Linked DNA regions of Sus scrofa: regions 2, 3 and 4 are each linked to region 1. A link is a contact called in public HiChIP or PLAC-seq data. All regions are on one chromosome and are shown on one strand. The core of a region is the stretch at or near the end of the contact, and the rest is flanking DNA. Distances in the headings are between cores, read along the strand shown.

Region 1 (2,700 bases), core at 188-2,687:
CAGAGTGAAAGTGGTGTAAGATCATTTTGTTCTCATGTTAGTTGCTAAAACCTTTTGTCTTTCTGGAATTGGCCAGCCTTTACTCTTCCTGACCTCTGAGTGATAGTTTCCCCATAAGCTATTGTTTTGAGTCAGTCAAGAATGTTGGGCTTGTTTGCATGTGTGTACTCGTGTGCATGCTTGTGTACACACACACACACACAAACACACGAAGCTATGCCCATCTCAAGCTCAGCAAAAGGGGAAGAATCCAATGGGATGTTTTACTTTTGAATGTGACAGAGGGTGAGTTTTGTATTTTTTTTCCCCCTTTTTTGGGGCTGAATCTGCAGCAAACAGAAGTTCCGGGGCCTGGGTTTGAACCTATGCCACAGCTGCAACCAGAGCCATAGCAATGATGTTGCCAGACCCTTAACCCACTGAGCCACCAGGGAACTCCTGAGAGTGGGGTTTGTATTTTTTTTTTTTTTGTCTTTTTAGGGCCACACTCGCGGCATATAGAAGTTCCCAGACTAGGGTTTAAATCAGAGTTGTAGCCACCGGCCTACCCCACGGCCACAGCAACACAGGATCCGAGCTGCGTCTGCAACCCATACCACAGCTCATGGCAACGCCAGGTCCTTAACCCCATGAAGGAGGCCAGGGATTGAACCTTCATCCTCATGGATACTAGTCGGGTTCTTTAATTGCTGAGCCATGACGGGAACTCGCCGGGTTTTGTATTTTTAATTTGCATTTTGCTTTGTCTTTTTAAAATGCAGACTTGAGCTAGGAGAAGAGTAGAAAAGACTGAGCAGAGATGAGGGACCACCGTACCTCCTTTATTAGGCAGTTTTTACTGTGTGTCTGTCCTGCCCAGGGCATGGGTGCAGGCTCTCCAATCCTGGCTTAAAGTGTTGTTTGACGTCATGATGTCAATATTTGGCTGTTGTAATTAAAAAAAAAAATGGTAACTTTTGTCGGCTTGTAAGATTGCCCCCAAAAGGCTCTTTTTGTAATGGTATATTGTTGCTCAAATGGTGAGGAAAGGAGCGTATGTTCCTTAGTTTGTCGAGACTGTATTGCCAAGTGTGTGGGAAGGGCTAGAAATGGAGATGTCCCCGTCATGTCTCCATATGCTGTCCACCTTTTTCTCTGGCTGATGGATCTTTTGACCCCTCACTGAATGAGCAGAGTTCTCGCAAGGACGGTGGAGTCATGGTGAGGAACCCCGGCCTCTGTGTCCAGCTGAGTTCCTCCGAGCTCCACATAAGTGTCTGGGCTTCGCTTCTTTCTCAGCTGTTCAGGAAGAATTACTGAGATGGTTCACGGTAACAGAATGTGCCCCAGGAAACAGGCCTGTGAGCTGGAAGAGGAAAGACCAGTGGGTTCTCAGAAACCTAACACCAGCTCTTCCCAGAGTGACGGGCAGCAGCGGAGGTCAGTGTGGCCTCAGCCCAGAACACAGGACTGTCCAAGGGTGTGGACTTGTAAAAAAGATGTATTTATAGACAGTGCTTGGGGGCTAGAGCTGGTCACTGTTCCCTGGCGGGCCCCAACCTCAGATAGGCACTGGGCTGGCTCCAGAGTTTCACTGCCGTGTCTTGAGCTGGGGCTGAGATGACAAGTCCTGGGGGTCCTTGTCACCGACCTGAATCTCTCTGTAAGGTCAGTTGCTTTACTCTGCAACATACATAGAGAAGAATATATGAAACATATGAATAGTTGGAACATCAGGGAAGCCAACAACCAGGCGAGGAAATCAACATTCTGAACATCTTAAATATGTTAGACGCTCCTCCCTGTCACCTCAGAGTTGTGATAAAGTCTTGATTTTTTATTTTAACCAGTCCTTGTTACCTGTGTATGCGTTCCTAAACAATGCAGATGTTTGTTGATGTATTTTTAGTTTTGAAACTTGGGGACCAAGGACAAACACAGCTTCGGGGAAGGTCCATGTGGAAACGGTTTGGCAAAGGATTCCAGGCACAGCCCAGTTGAGAACTCTACAACAGCTGTTAGCATTGCTGGCTGCATAGTCATCAGCCGTAAAAGCTGATTTTCTTGCTGGTCCCTGCCCTCGTGCATCACTCTGTAAATGGGATTTGCTCCTCAACCCTATTTATCTAGGGCTTGTAGAAAGTTCAGAGAGAAAGATGAAAAAGGATTCCTTATATTAATTAAGTTGGATTTTTTTTTTTTTTTTTTTTTTGGTCTTTCTGTCTTTTTAGGGCCGCACCCACAGCATATGGAAGTTCCCAGGCTAGGGGTCCAATTGGAGCTGTGGCCCCTGGCTTAAGCCACAGCCACAGCAACACAAGATCTTGGCTGCGTCTGTGACCTACACCACAGCTCACACCAATGCCAGATCCTTAACCCACTGAGCAAAGCCAGGGATTGAACCTGCGTCTTCATGGATGCTATTTGGGTTCACTAACCACTTAGCCACAATGGGAACGCCAATTAAGCTGGAATTTTTAACCAGAGCTACAGAGACATTTCAGGGTGCTCATGAACCCTTTGAAACTGAATCCATTATGTTCTCCATCTGTATGCAGAGGTCTGTCATATTTCCAGCCAAGTTTATGGACCATCCTGCCCCATAAGGATAGGGAATAATGTGGCCATTGTGGTAGGTCGTATTTTTTTAATTTTTAAAATGAATCCTGAGACTGTTGAAGATGCCTTGAAAAGTGTGTGAGTCTCCTTGTGTGTGAGTCT
Region 2 (2,700 bases), core at 125-2,624, 130 kb before region 1:
AAGACCCTGCTGAGGAAATGAAACCCTCTAACCATGGCAGGCAGGACCCTGGGAGCTCCTGCTCTCCCATTTTGGGGGCTTGAGAATAATTTTACTAAGCATTTATTGTGTGAAGGAGCTGTTGTAGAAAGAATTTGCACACATCTCCTTGTTTGTTTCTTTCAAGAGGTACTCTTGGCCCCAATTTACAGATGAGAATACTAAGGCACAGAGCAGTTAAGTAACTCTCCCAAAGTCACTCAGCAGAGCAGGAGTATAGCCCATACCTCCCACTCAGAACCTACCTTCTCACCCTCTGTAAGTCATTGGTTTGAGCTTGGTTATGCAACAGAACCCCCAGAAAGCTGGTTAAAAAATATACAAGCCTGGGTCCTGCCACCCAGAGAGTGTGATTCAGCAGGTGTGGAGAGCAGCCTGGGAGTATGTGTGTTTATCAAACACCCTGGATGATCCTGGAGCATTGCAGAGTTTGAGAAGCACCCCTCTAGGATACACTGTGGTGTTGGAGACTTGAGAACCTTGGTGCAAACTGGACCCAGCTGCAGAGTCTTCAACAGTGATGGGGCTTCAGGAGAATCACAAAACAGACGCTTTGGGAGTTTCCGTTGTAGCTCAGCAGGTTAAGAACCTGGCGTAGTCTCCATGAGGATGCAGGATTGATCCCTGGCCTTGCTCAGTGGGTTAAGGCTCCGGCATTGCCGCAAGCTATGATGTAGGTTGCATACACAGCAGGGCTCACACCGGCCTTGTTGTAGGCTGCAGCTGTGGTTTGACCCTTAGCCAAGGAATTTCCGTATTCCCTGGGGAGCAGCCCTAAAAAGAAAAACAAAACAAAACAAAAATAATGCACGCTTTGTTCTTTACTTTCATTGATAACTGAACTCTGAATACAACTGAGAGTAAAGGCATCTATAACCAAAAGGAAAATTGATCTTAACAGCCTCTTGAGCCAGAAAGGTAAACTGATCTTAATAGCCTCTTGAGCCAGAGGCGGGAGCAAGAAGGTCAACAGCTCAGCCATTTGGGAAGGAAGGCCTGCGCTTCATTCTCAGCTGGGGGTGGCCCAAAGCTCTGAGAGCCTCAAATCTTCTCACCATCAGGGGAGATGTGAGGCAAACCAGGGTGGGAGGGGCCAGGACCACGCACCCAGAGGGCCCTGGGAGGCCCTGCATATCGGCTGTGTCCTGAGCACAGGCTCCTCAGGAGGACCTGATGGGGCTTCTGAGACCAGCTCCCTTGGCTACAGACACGTCCGCTACTGCAGGACTGGAATTGTTTGGATACGGAAGACTTTTAGTTGCAGACCACTGTTCACGGGGTTCCATCTGATTCCTCGCCTTGATTGAGCAGCTAGAGGGAGAGGGAAAAGGAAGAACCAACATCTATTCCTGGGTTTCTATTTTGAGCAACTGGTGGATGATCATGCCATCAACTAACAGGGGATAAAGGAATTGCAGACTCTGTGGAGAAATCTGTTCTGTTTTGTGCTGTTAATGTTTGTAACTGCAGAAAATGACTACTGGCCAATATGTATGAAAGTGTTAACTAAAGAATAGAAGTTAAATCGAGATGATTTATTTATTAAGTTGACAAAGACATGAGATTGAAAATATCCAATATTGGCAGGGACATTGGTCATGAGAGCTCTCATGTGTCATTGATGTAGGTATAATTTGTAGTCATTTTTGTGGGTAATTTGGAAAGATTTATTAAAATGTTTAATGTGCTTTCTGTTTGACTCTGTCAATCCTCTGCAAATAATTTATTTAACAGCTTGCCAAAATAAAAGCTATGCACTGGAGCATTGTATTAGCAAGAACCCCCAGTTGTTCCACTTTCTAACAGTGTGATTTGGGGCAATTAGTCAACCTGCCTATGCATCAGTTTCCTCCCTTATAACATTGATAATAATAGTACCTTCATCACTAGCTTGTTAGGAGGATTTAATGAAATAATCAAAGGCAAGGATTGTAGCTCAGCAGGTTAAGGATCTAACATTTCTGTGAGGATGAGGGTTCTATCCCTGGCCTCACTCAGTGGGTTAAGGATCTGGCACTGCCACAAGGTGCAGCATAGGTCATAGAGGCAGCTCCAATCTGGTGTTGCTGTAGTTGTGGTGTAAGCCTAAGCAGCAACTCTGATTTGACTCCTGGCCCAAGAACTTCCTTATGCCATGTATACAGCCATAAAAAAAAAAAAGAAGAAGAATGTATACATGTATATGTGACTGGGTCACCTTGGTGTACAATAAAAAAAAAAATGGCAGAACACTGTAACCCAGCTATAATGGAAAAAATAAAAACCATTATGAAATAAAAAAATAATAAACAGCTCATCAAAGACCTATTTGTCATAAGCTTTTGAATCTATTGTTGGGACCACATAATAGGACTTTCTTTTTTTTTCTTTTCGCCTTTTCTAGGGCTGCACCCATGGCATATGGAGGTTCCCAGACTAATTGGAGCTGTAGCTGCCGGCCTACGCCAGAGCCACAGCAGTGCAGCATCCAAGCTGCATCTTTGACCTACACCACAGCTCACGGCAACACCAGATCCTTAACCCACTGAGCAAGGCCAGGGATCGAACCTGCAACCTCATGGTTCCTAGTCGGATTCGTTAACCACTGAGCCACAATGGAAACTCCTGTTTTGTTTTTGAAGTTGTGGAAAATCTCTGTATGCACTTTGCTTTTTTATTAAA
Region 3 (2,700 bases), core at 49-2,548, 170 kb after region 1:
AGACCGAGACAGAGGGCGAGACTCTGGCTCTTGCTTTCAGGGCATCTTTGCATAGATGTGACCCAGTCATGAAGTGGTCTTACTTGTCAGATGAGCTTTCCTGCTTCCTGCCTTACACAGGAGCAGGTCAGGGGTAGAGAGAAGAGGAGGCTCTTTCCAGGGCTTTTATTAGAGAGCAGAATTGTTCACAGGGGAGTGAGATATACACACAGATGAATGATAGCTTTTAGATAGGCCCACACTTTACGCTGACATGCAGTTATGTGATGCATGCTGTTACCAAACAGAGCTGTATTTTGCCTGCTGAGAGAGAAACAGACCTAGAGAAGGAGTCAGGACAGCCATTGTCCTGGGTCCAGTCTTCCGATGGGTGAGAATGGAGTTAGGGGCTGGAGGGGGAGGACAGGAGTGGTGGGTAGCTTTTATTCTCCACTGAGGTGTGGTGGCCTGGTCCTGTTGTCCTGCCAGCTGAACACCATGCCTCTGATGTATAGCAGAGTGTGCAGAGCCAGTGGCACCTCAAGTATGTGGCTCCTGGGCAGGTGGCTTCTTGGCAAGCCCTAAGGCAAGGGCCTATTGTGATGCCGGCTCTGCCGCAGAGTGGGGATTCCCCCCTCCCCCCCACCTTGGGCTCTTGGATAGAGGGAATTTAACTAACATCCAAGAGAAACAGCCTAAGTTCTAGGAGTTTGCTGATCCACGAAAATATTCTCCTTCACAGTTCATCCCAAGATAGTTCTGCCTCTAGAAAAATCATGTTGTATGGTTTGAATAAGGATGAACACAGGAACTGTATAGTGAATAGGGTTACTAGAAGGTGAGCTCTAACTAGGCAGGAATCTTGTCTGACTTTGCTCCCTAATGCCTGTGATAGTATCAAGTATATGATAGATGCCAAAAAAAACAATCAGATGAATTTTGCAGCTCAGGTGGTGGCTGAATATGCTAGATGTCTTCCAATGTTTCTCCAGCCACCATGACTAACAAATGATAACAACAAATCTTGACCCAGCTCTTTTTCTGTGCCTTGGACACATATGAACTTCTTTGGTTCTCTGGCAGTCTTAGAGGTAGATTTTTTTATTGTCCCCTATTGTAGAGGGGAGGAGACTGAGGCAGATGGCACTTAAGTGACCAGCTCAGGGCGGCAGCTGGTCAGGCAGGGGTGGGGTGGGAGCATTTCATGGCCCTTACTTACCAGGGCAGAGAGCCAAGGGGTGGTTGCTCAGCCTGGCCAATGGTGGGTGTTTCTTGTGGAGAGGAGGAGGTATTGGCTGAGTTGGGCTTGTTTGTTCCAGAGAGGACTGGGTGAGCCTGGGCAGCTTGCGCCACTGCCATCACACTGGGCTGTTTTCAGTTCCCTGGGACTGAAAAGTGTTTACTTGAAATGGAGAGAATGTCTGGGTTTCACCACTGGTTCCACAGGCTCATCTTCCACAGTGAAGGGCACAGAGGGTTCTTGCCTTGGTCCAGGCGACCTTCACACATACAATCAGGGCCAGAATGGTCACAGTGAGAAGAGATTATAAAAAGGAAAGTAATGGACGTTTTATGCATTTATACCCTGTCTTTTAGCCAAAAATGAACACAGACTTAAGGTCTAATCAGATAGCATACATCCAAACTAGGGCAGAGGGAGGACCAAGAATAGGATCATAAAATAGAGGAGGATTGGAGAATAACAGCCCTGCAAGAAACGGTACACACGTTCAGCCAAACTGGAAGAGAGGAAGGCTGGTCAGCTCCCCTAGGCACCCAGTCTGGAGGGGAAGGAATTAGCAGGAGGGGTGAGGGCACAGACACGGGGACCTGAGTGGCCAGTTGTAGTCAGGTTCAGTGCTGTGTTGACCTGAGAACATCACAGTGAAGAGGGAATGTCAAGTTCGATCATGACGAGTTGTCAGAATTCCATGATTTTCTTAGTGCTTGAGCAGATCTGCGGTGAGACATCAACACCGCTGTTGATTACATGCCCATCTTTCACCGACATCTCTAGGTTGCTTTGTGCTTTAATCCTACTTTCTTTTTGCTGTAAGTCAGGACCTTGATTCCAACAAATGTCTGTCTGTTCTGCAGACTCTCACTTTTAAGAGCAGTTGTTAGAAACAGCTGTGGCTGTGGGATGATAAAGAATCCGCCACCCACTTTGGTCTCAGACCTCACTGAGGTTTTCCTATGTGGGCAGTCCTTTTGCGTGATAGTAATAGAAGTAACTTGACTTATAATTTTGTCGTTTATAATGCATTTTTATGTACATAATTTGCATTTTTAAAGAGACATTCCCATGCAGGAAATTGTCAGTCTTGCTTTATGCTTCATGTTTGGGAACACTGTGTCATAATAAAACAGAGAGCCAAGAATAAGAAGCCTTGTAGTTTTTGACCACTGTGCAGAGCTCTTTGAGAGTGGCCGATTTGCTTTTTCTTGTCTTTTTGCGTAATGTGTTCCCTTGTAGTGCTATTGTTGCTTTTTGCAGTGGTTGTTTTGAAATAGTAAAAAACTTGAACACGAACTTTATAACGAATCTCTGGCATCCTTTGTTGTGTTGAACGTCTTCCCTCAAGTGAGGGTAGTGGCCTCTCTTTTGAGATGCCCAGAGGAGACAAGGGGAGGAGTTGGCCAAGCATCGTGTGTCTGCTGGGGGGCTCCTTTCAAGGGAATTGGTTGCTTCCTGCTCTCTGAGGAGCAGAGAGAGAGCCT
Region 4 (2,700 bases), core at 130-2,629, 150 kb after region 1:
GTGTGTGTGTGTGTGTGCACGTGTGTCCAGTTTTGTACATAAGCAAAAGACGTGATAAAGACAAGAAAATGACTTTTTTTTTTTTAAAAAAAAGAAAGGTTTGGGTAAAGGCTAAAAACACCACATTAACATGACATCTATTGACCACACAGGAAAAAACATTGTAACTGAGAAAGATCAAGCCCATCTTAATCAGAAGCTATTGCCTTGCACAACTGGAGCATGGTGACCTGAAAACTGCTTGTACCCATAACATCGGAGATGAGTTGTTTTTCTAGCTGCCTAGGGGCTGTATTATTGGTATTATTATTTTGGGGATAACTAGAAGATGTAGGAGTGTGTATTGTCGTCGGGCTGGTCATCAAGGCTGATGTGGGAGTATCAGTGGGGGAAATATCAGGACCCATCTGCAAATGTCATTGCTGACATCCTGCAAACCACCCAGAACTCTTGGGCTCTGCTTTGCAAGCAGATGTGCATATCGGCCTTCAGACTATGACTCAGGTCCCTGACCTACTTTTCTGGTTACTTGTGCCGAAATGAACCCGTTAGGATTGCTCTTCCACGTTGGCGTCATGTTGCTCACAACTGGACCCTTTCAAAGTACTGGCCTGTGGTGGCGCCCTCTACACTGGGTATGTTGAGGCTCTAGTGCACTGAGGATTTTTTTTTTACTGTGAGACCTAGTTATTCATACATTATTAGGTGAAAGGAAAGAGGATGTGGGCTGTGTTTGGGGCAGTGCCTTTTGACATGAGCTGTTTTTTTTTTTTTTTTTTTTCCTCTTTATTGTCTTTTTGCCTTTTCTAGGGCCGCTTCCCATGGCATATGGAGGTTCCCAGGCTAGGGGTCTAATTGGAGCTGCAGCCTCTGGCCTACGCCACAGGCATAGCAACGTGGGATCCGAGCCACGTCTGCTACCTACAGCACAGCTCACTGCAATGCCAGATCCTTAACCCACTGAGCAAGGCCAGGGATCAAACCCGAAACCTCATGGTTCCTAGTCAGATTCGTTAACCACTGCACCACGACGGGAACTCTATGCCATGAGCTGGTCTTTAGCATCCATTCTGTTAGAACACAGTGGAGCTGGAGAGCCAAGAGGAAGCCAGCAGCTGCTGGAAACAGCTAGGCTCCCGGGCCCAGGCAAGGGCAGGGAGAGAATAGGAACTCTCAGAGCATATGTCTAGGGGATTATGGGGGAGCCTGGCCTGAAAGTGATGGCAGGGAGGAAGCTTAAATGGAACCAGCTGTCTTTTTAAACTGTAAGACTCTTTCAAATCTAGGCAGTCTGGGTTTCCTTGTCACCAGCCTGGCTTGTCAACTGCGCTGGGGTGATGTCATTTTGCCAGAGATTGCAGAGATCTGAGTGGGCAGGAGGGAATTTTATGGGCTGTTCCTCTGCGATTATGCAGTAGAGGGAGGCAGGGGGCATGGAGGCTACAGGAAGGATAGCCTGAGTTCCCTAGGAAATCCCTTCAAATTGTGTTCTGAACAGTGGCCAGATCCTGCTGCTCTCACATGCCAGAGGGCGGAGTGGAGAGCGTGCATCTTCCTGCAGCCTTTGTCTTCAAACCATTGATCCTGATGATTTTTGAGCATTTGGGGGGCTAGTACTTCAGAGTACATGTGAGAAATTGACACAGCATTGTAAATCAACTAATTTTTTTAAAAATTAAAAAAAAGTACATGTGAGGCATTGGCAGATATAAATACATGTAAGACATTTGAACCAGGAGTTGGTCATGCATTTGAAGCTTTCAAAATTATTGATGTTCAATTGTCCAGAGCAACAGTTCTATCTAGTATCTGCTGGAATTGTGTTCTGTGGCTTAAGAAAATATTTTATACACAATTATTTTTGTGGATTTTCATACTTGGAACAAACAACGTTTTAAAAATTAGTTGTTGATTATTTCACTTTGGAGTAACTACGTCAATAACTTACTGACATCAGCTGAAATGGGTCTCTTGCCCCAGAAAGTGTGCAGTCCAAGGCCCAAGCCAAAGTGCTATTGACTGGAGTGTGGAAAATAAACATACTCACTACTGCCTTTTATTATTTTGTCGCCGAATTTCACATCCTGAGTCCCTTGAGATTACCGAACTCAAGCCTCTAAGACTGAAGTTAGCCGTCTCCCTCCTGCCGGCAAGCCAGCAGGAAGGATGTCCACCCAGACAGGTGGCAGTGACTGCTGGCAGGCTGCTCCAAGATCACCTGGTCCTCATCACTTATTCTCAGGAAAGTGAGACTCAGATGAGAAATGTCATGTCCAAGGGCACACAGCTTTTAGAGGCCCAGGAAGTTACAAATGAGAGCTTTTATCTGGATCAAATCTCTGTGGCCACCGGTGTGAAATTGACATATAGATATAACTAAAGATATCATGAATTGTGTTTGGTGCTGAATGGTGGTCTTAGAGGGGACCAAAGCTTGAGTGTGTGATGAGTTTTAGAACAAGGACAGATACCAGTGTTTTTCCTCCTGGCAGGCATTCAGTGATATTAACATAACCATTGTAAATTCTGTCCTACTAAGATAGGATTGTGGTGGGCCTATTATTTTGAGGGTGGAAAGGAAGGACTAAGGAATGTGCTGATGGTAAAAGAAGCAAGGAATGCCTTGCTTTATGCTTGCTTCTGCTAGCCACGCCTTTATTACACATGCCTTTAAAATTTCATTATCACGGAAGGCTAATG

What was found. HiChIP or PLAC-seq counts read pairs in DNA pulled down with a chosen protein or histone mark.
Region 2: a contact with region 1 is called in an H3K27ac HiChIP or PLAC-seq map of skeletal muscle. The contact joins two enhancer-like sites. A contact is called at or near these places in 1 of 47 Hi-C or Micro-C datasets (embryonic fibroblasts) and 1 of 2 datasets of contacts at active chromatin or transcription factors (skeletal muscle).
Region 3: a contact with region 1 is called in an H3K27ac HiChIP or PLAC-seq map of skeletal muscle. The contact joins two enhancer-like sites. A contact is called at or near these places in 1 of 47 Hi-C or Micro-C datasets (embryonic fibroblasts) and 1 of 2 datasets of contacts at active chromatin or transcription factors (skeletal muscle).
Region 4: a contact with region 1 is called in an H3K27ac HiChIP or PLAC-seq map of skeletal muscle. The contact joins two enhancer-like sites. A contact is called at or near these places in 1 of 47 Hi-C or Micro-C datasets (embryonic fibroblasts) and 1 of 2 datasets of contacts at active chromatin or transcription factors (skeletal muscle).

The regions. Positions count from the first base shown.
Region 1 is chr1:109,586,383-109,589,082 of Sscrofa11.1, reverse strand. All of the region lies in intron 1 of TLN2 (talin-2), which reads left to right. Among named protein-coding and RNA genes, the nearest start is that of TLN2, 93 kb to the left of the region's middle. Within about 2 kb of position 1,437, at least 10 of the 83 cell types and tissues checked have an H3K27ac peak or open chromatin away from gene starts, as enhancers often do. A contact at or near this core is called in skeletal muscle, where this site is marked.
Region 2 is chr1:109,716,260-109,718,959 of Sscrofa11.1, reverse strand. No RefSeq gene overlaps it. Among named protein-coding and RNA genes, the nearest start is that of TLN2, 37 kb to the right of the region's middle. Within about 2 kb of position 1,374, at least 1 of the 83 cell types and tissues checked has an H3K27ac peak or open chromatin away from gene starts, as enhancers often do. A contact at or near this core is called in skeletal muscle, where this site is marked.
Region 3 is chr1:109,414,964-109,417,663 of Sscrofa11.1, reverse strand. The region is part of intron 3 of TLN2 (talin-2); the gene reads left to right. Among named protein-coding and RNA genes, the nearest start is that of MIR190A, 190 kb to the right of the region's middle. Within about 2 kb of position 1,298, at least 29 of the 83 cell types and tissues checked have an H3K27ac peak or open chromatin away from gene starts, as enhancers often do. A contact at or near this core is called in skeletal muscle, where this site is marked.
Region 4 is chr1:109,441,285-109,443,984 of Sscrofa11.1, reverse strand. The region is part of intron 3 of TLN2 (talin-2); the gene reads left to right. Among named protein-coding and RNA genes, the nearest start is that of MIR190A, 220 kb to the right of the region's middle. Within about 2 kb of position 1,379, at least 11 of the 83 cell types and tissues checked have an H3K27ac peak or open chromatin away from gene starts, as enhancers often do. A contact at or near this core is called in skeletal muscle, where this site is marked.